2 separate regions of the Mus musculus genome follow, and region 2 is linked to region 1. A link is a contact called in public HiChIP or PLAC-seq data. All regions are on one chromosome and are shown on one strand. Each heading gives the region's core, a stretch centred on a gene start, on an enhancer-like site or on the middle of the called end of the contact. The rest is flanking DNA. Distances are from core to core; before and after follow the strand shown.

Region 1 (3,060 bases), core at 142-2,641:
AGCCTAGCTGCATCTTCTGTACCCTCTTGGAGTAATTTTTCAGTTTTGTTTTGTCTTATTCTTTGTGTATAGCTGTCTTGTCTGCTTGTATTTCTGTGTACCACATTTCTTCAGTGCCATCAGAGGTCAGAAGAGGGCATTGAACCTCCCGGAATTGGAGTTATAGATTGCTATAAGCTACCACTTGGGTGCTAGACTGGACCTGGACCCTCTGTAAGAGCAGCAAGTGCCCTTAGCTGCTGAGCCATTTCTCCAGCCCCATTTAGAATACTTTTTGCTTGTCTGTAACATAGAACATGTGTCTCTTCCAATACCCATCTCTCTTGCCACTCTATTTTCTATGTGTTATTCCTTATGCTGGAAGGGGCTTTCAGTTGAATACATCTGGTTGATTGACAGGTATGATTAGTGATCCAATTTTCCATAGACTCCATCCTTAAGAATATTCCAATTGTTTCACATCACCAGTGAGTTCACCACTAGCTAATCAGTTTTGTTAGCAACTAAACACATTTCAGCTTCTCAGAGAAGAACCACCAACCAACCACACAGGACGCTTCTGAAGTACCCTGCACACCTGCTGAGTGGATGCATTCAGTCAGACTTGCTAAGACAAAGCAGCTTGGTGGTCTGTCTTTAACATAATGTCTCTTGAGAAGGTTTGCTTTAGTTTCCAGACAGTCTCACAATGTAACCCTGACTAGTCTCTCCCAGTTAAGTTCTGTCTGGGTTATTCTTCTCTTTGAGCCCTTGTCTTTCTGTCCATCTTTCCCTCTAATTCTTGAGCAGAAGAAAAGAAAATTATCTCTCATTATTGGAAATGGGTTACAATAGCAATTATTCAGGTTGAGAAAAACTTGTGAGTCAAATAATAAAGGGGAAGAAAAAAAATCTTCCTTTTAGGTTACACACACACACACACACACACACACACACCCCAAAACTATGCATACAAGAAACTAGACAATTTATCTAGCCCAAGGTTTCCCCAATACCTCTGTAGGTCAACAGCAGAGAGTTTCCCCTCTTCCCAACCTGGAACCCATACTCACTGTAGATGGTCTGATGGGGGGTGCCATCTACATGACCATCCCTATGGATCTGTAGGTGATAGCTGGTCCTGGCTGTAGCCGTGTACAGGTGGGTCAGGCTTCCCCAGTTGGAGCCAAGCAATGGGGAAGTGTCCGGATAGGCTCTAGCAGTGCCCAAGCTGCAGACAGTGCAGAGCACGCCCACCAGGAGTCTAAGGCAGGTCCCTAGCATTGCACAGCACTGAGTGGCTAATGCTGAGTTTGAAATCTGACACTCCCAGACAGGCTGGGCCCTTGCTGGCCTTTCTCTTCTTCCTAGGAAGAAGCTGAGAACTGAGGTGGGGATCCTGGGCTAGATTCCCTCCTTTTTTCCCCGGGACTTTTAAAGGGTGGTGGTGTGACATCAAGCAGGAAAAACAATGCCGCCACATCCTCTGTGTTGTAATCATCCATTCAAAGAAAAAGCCCAGACTTCTTAGGCTTGCGGAAGGCGCGTCAGTTCCAGGCACACACATACATGCACGCACACACCCCTCAATTTCAAGCCAGTGCTCCCATAAGTGAATGATGTGTGGGCAAAAGTTATCTGTGACCCTGGGTCATTTGTTGACCTGTCCCCACTTCCATCAGGAAGTGTGAAGGCAGCCAGCAGTACTGAAACAAACAAACAAAAAAAACCCCAGAAAACCAGAAAGCCGCCTCCTCGCTAACTCATCTCCCTCCAGTGTCCTTGTTTTGGTTTGCTTAAGCCCTTTTCCTCCAGCTGCCAAGTGTGTTCTTGGAGCTTACTCCTGGCTGTTGCATCTGGCAAGTGTCTTGATATATGGTCATAAGTGATGCTATCAGGCAAATGAGACTCCCCCCTACCCCCATACACAAACCCCAGGAAGGGTGTTAGGTGGGAGCATGAGCTCAACACCTCCCATCACCATTCCCAAAGACCTCAAGGCAAGAAGAAAGAAAACAAGGTCTTGAGGTCAGCAAAAATGGCAAGATCTGGTTTCTCAGTTTCCCTCGTCTGGATGAGGCAGGGAACTAAACTGGCAATTATGGCTTTGCCAATAGGAAGGAGACTCATTTGGAGGACTGGAACGGCACTGCTGGCTGATCAGAGGAATCAGAGGGCAGGAAGCATCCAGGAGCTGCAGGACTGGGCACCTCCCCAGCCCATGTCCACACCCTGGGACCTTGTATGAGTGGATGCCTCACTGCAGAAATTGCTCTGTGCATGCCCTCTGTGGAGGTGCGTCTGATGCAGCGGTGTGGGGTGTGGGGTGTGGTGTGTGGGGTAGGAGGTTGAAGGCAGACTAACACACACAGTCCATTGGAAGGCAGACTGCTGGAACAGACATCAGCAGTATATGGCCACAAGAAAAGGACTGCTCACTCAGTGTCCCAGGTTACTGAGTTCCTACAACAGATGAGTATCCCACAAGATAGACATCAAAGCGGATGGAAGAGAGAGCAAGATGTGACAAATCAAGCGGAGGAAGCAGATAAAGACGAGTAGCCATCGTGTAAAGCACATGGATGCTTGCACACGCCAAGGCAAGTGGAGATGCCCGTTCCACCTCCAGTTCCAGTTGGGTCCAGGCTTCTGTGGTTTACAGAGTGTTTTCTCATCCACTAGTTCTTTGAGCTTCACTGCAACTCTATAAGACAGGCACACTGTGCTATTACCATTTAAAACTTGTATTTATTATTAACTTACTTATTTACCAAGACAGGGCCTCACTATGTAGCCCTAACTGGCCTCAAACTCACGGAGCTCTGTCTGCTTCAGTCTCCTGATTGCTGCGATTAAAGATGTGTTCACTAAGGCTGGACTTCAAAACAAATGTGTGTGTGTATGTGTGTGTTGCCATTTCTGAGAGTGTTCATGTGTGTATGTATATGTGTTTGAGTAGGATCAGCAGGCAACCTCAGGGTTGCTCCTCAGGAGCTGTGCACCTTATAGCAGCGAGCCCCTGGCGTCCTCCTGCTTCTCCTTTCCCAGATTGAGATTATAAGATTGTAAGTGGGCCCTGGG
Region 2 (3,060 bases), core at 198-2,697, 37 kb before region 1:
CTCTTGTGCCCTCTCTTTGGCTATGAGTCTGTTGAAACAATGGATCCCAAGAGACTGGGAGTCTCTCCATCTCTCCGGGAATCTCTTGCTGGAGTGAGAAAAAGTCCTGAAGGCAGTCAGAGGAGGGAACAGTCTCTGGAAGGAACATCACTTGCTAGAGATAGGCAGAGATGAGACATTCCTCTGTGGGCGACTACACCTTGGTGGCTGGGCTGCTTAGGCATGTCTATCTCTTAGCTTCCATTTAAAATTTCAGAGAAAATTTAGGATCCCACCAATGGACTGAGGTGAGGAACAGTGGATACACTGAATAAACCTCTTTTTCCTCCTTTTTTTCCCTCACTATTTATTTGGCTCTCAGTTGTCTTAGGAAGGCTAGATGGCCAGGCCTGGCTGGCTGGGCACAGGCTGTTGACCTCCAGCCCCTATAGCCCTTTTGTCCCTATGTTCCTATTATATGGCTGAGGACTAGAGGCTCAGTCTCAGTCTTGAAGACATCTATTTATTTGTTGATATTTCTTTTTATTTTATGTGTCTAGGTGCTCTGCCTGAATGTCTGTGCATAACGTGAGCCCAGAGGTCAGCAGAAAGTAAATGGTCTTCCTGGAACTGCAGTTACAGATGTTTGATTGCCTCTGTGGGTGCACTGGGCTTTGAACCTGGTTCTCCAGAGGAGCAAATAATCTGGGCTCTTAAAGGGTTAAGCCAACTCCCCAACCCCTCTCGAGGGGTTTTATACAGAACCTTTGTCCCTGCATTTGTTTTTAAGGAAACGACTTTCCTCTAGATCAGTGCAACAGAGATAACGTTCATTACAATAGGAATTATTTTAAGAAATGGTTGAATTAAACTCTTAATACAACAGGTATCAGTGGAGAGCTCTAGAGTAACTTAATTATAAATGATAGCAGCATTAGCGAAAATACTTGGTAATAATGTTTGGGAGGACCAGGCTCAGCAAAGCAGAAGGCAAGAAAGTGGCCTGACAAAAGTCTTTGGTTAAGAAGTTGAGAGAGAAACTAGGTTGGTTTGGATCTACATACCTACTTTGACCTCACTTCCCAGGTAAAGGATAACAGCTAACCCTCAAAGGATGCAGTCTGGCTGTGTAACCACCAGAGGAGAGCCATCGCCTTGGCACACTACAGGCACACTACACCTTGCACGCCTTCCTCAAATCAGTTCAGCATAAAACAATCAAAGCAGTCCTTATCTGTCCCTGGTGCAGGCGGCGGTCTAGCTCTGGCAAGACTCCAGGGCGTTAACCCAGGGCGGGGCCGCGCGCACCTGCCAGGCGCCAATCACAGGTTGGCGCGCAGGAGCGCAAGCGCCACTGGCCTGGGCGGGGCTTCTCCGGTTTCAGGCTCCACCTTTATTGGCAACCCTGTGGTGACGTTCAGCCGCCTCGACCAATAGCTACGGGGCCGGTCCGCCGTGCAGACGGAAGTAGTGCAGGCAAAGTGGTCCCAGAGTCAGGCGCAGCGAGGTGCTGCTGCAGAGCCGGGTCGTGGCTCACGCGTCTTGTGCCAAAATGCCGCGCTTCGCCTTGACCGTTATCCGCCAGTGAGTATCGCAGTTGCCGGGAGCTTCCTGGCCTGGGTCTCTTCTGGTCCCTACGTGCTCCAATCCGGGGAGGGTGGGCTTTCCATGTGCTTTTTCTTTGCATCCTCTCGTGTCCAATCTTTTATCCGCGACACCCTGCGTGAGGAAGCCGGGTCTTAAATGTCAAGAGCCTTGCGTTTTCCACGAGGAAAGAAGTGTGGAGAAGCACACGATCACGGTTCCCAGCCATTGCGAGAAGACATGACCCGGCCTCTCGACTTTTCAGTGTGACCTTTTCTGCCCCCTAGTAAATTCCAGAGTTTTTAGAATTGCTGAGCCACACCTCATCTATCCTATGCTGGTTGCCTTATTTTCTCACCCTCCCCTCCCCCTTTCTCCTTGCATCGGGGGTACTTTTGCAATTTACCTCCCTTCAGAGGCTACAGTTCTGAGGGAAAAAATTAGAGAGTTCGAGATCTCCGTCTCAGTCGACTGCATCACCCTGAACAAACATTTTTATCATGACAGATTTCATGGAGCAGAATCTGGCTTTAGGTCACCTATCGTTTTCCTTCCCAGTACATGTTTGCCTGGTGATGATGGTAGGCAGATTCAGGGTGGGTAAGAGGAGGGAAGTTTCAAGGCGTTGCTTGGTTGGGATTCAGGCTCCTCGTTGGGATTCAGTAGCTGCCTCGTAGGACAGACTTAATCTTTCTGACCTGCGTTCCGATAAGCAGATTGGTGGCAGCAGTCTTTCTAATCTCTCTGGATCTAACCAAATGGAGAGGATGGAGCACATGGAGCAGAGAGGAAGAAATATGCCCGAGAATTAAATAACGTGTTCTTCTGTAAGCAAAGCTCAGATAAAAAGCAGCTGAGTCTCACCTGTGTAGTCAGGGCTTATCAGAACAGCTTCTCGGAGCGGGACTGATTACCGTTTCCGGCTTCATAGGGCTCACAGGAACGCTGACAGCGTTTGAACCTTGTGGCGACCTTCTTCAACGCATGCTTTTTCTGTCCAGCTTCCTCTTTATAGGAAGATGGTCTCCAGCATCATGTGAAGTGGACCTTTAGGATTCAGGGATTTTAGTGGCTAAATTAGAACTCTGGTTCCCTGTGTCTTTCTGTGTCCCTGTGCTTTCTAGAATGTTCCGGGAGATGATACCGCTTTATTGGGAGCACTAAAGGAACATGAACCCCCTTGTCCTCTTTTCAATGTAGACCCTGCTGGGAAACGATCCCTACTTAGATTTTTTTTTTTTTTTTTTTTTTGGTTTTTCGAGACAGGGTTTCTCTGTAGTCTTGGCTGTCCTGGAACTCACTTTATAGTCCAGGCTGGCCTTGAACTCAGAAATCCGCCTGTCTCTGCCTCCCAAGTGCTAGGATTAAAGGCGTGCGCCACCACCGCCCGCCCCCTACTTAGATTCTTAACGGGCAATATCTGTGTGAATATGGAGTATCTGTGATTCACTGGAGAGTAAGGGGAGTCAGACTCCAGGGAACTTAAAGTTGTGGGGC

The links. HiChIP or PLAC-seq counts read pairs in DNA pulled down with a chosen protein or histone mark.
Region 2: an H3K27ac HiChIP or PLAC-seq map of embryonic stem cells shows a contact between it and region 1, with 9 read pairs. The contact joins the promoter of Tigar here to the promoter of Fgf23 in region 1. A contact is called at or near these places in 2 of 39 promoter capture datasets (the HPC-7 cell line and macrophages), 1 of 484 Hi-C or Micro-C datasets (liver), 5 of 115 datasets of contacts at active chromatin or transcription factors (the 230-238 cell line, effector CD8 T cells and embryonic stem cells) and 3 of 9 other capture datasets (adipose tissue, liver and pancreatic islet).

What each region holds. Positions count from the first base shown.
Region 1 is chr6:127,071,233-127,074,292 of GRCm38.p6, reverse strand. It overlaps Fgf23 (fibroblast growth factor 23), which reads right to left and starts at 1,391. Exons shown (of 3, transcript NM_022657.4): 1 at 1,053-1,391. The coding sequence starts at 1,263.
Region 2 is chr6:127,107,939-127,110,998 of GRCm38.p6, reverse strand. It overlaps Tigar (Trp53 induced glycolysis regulatory phosphatase), which reads left to right and starts at 1,447. Exons shown (of 6, transcript NM_177003.5): 1 at 1,447-1,563. The coding sequence starts at 1,532.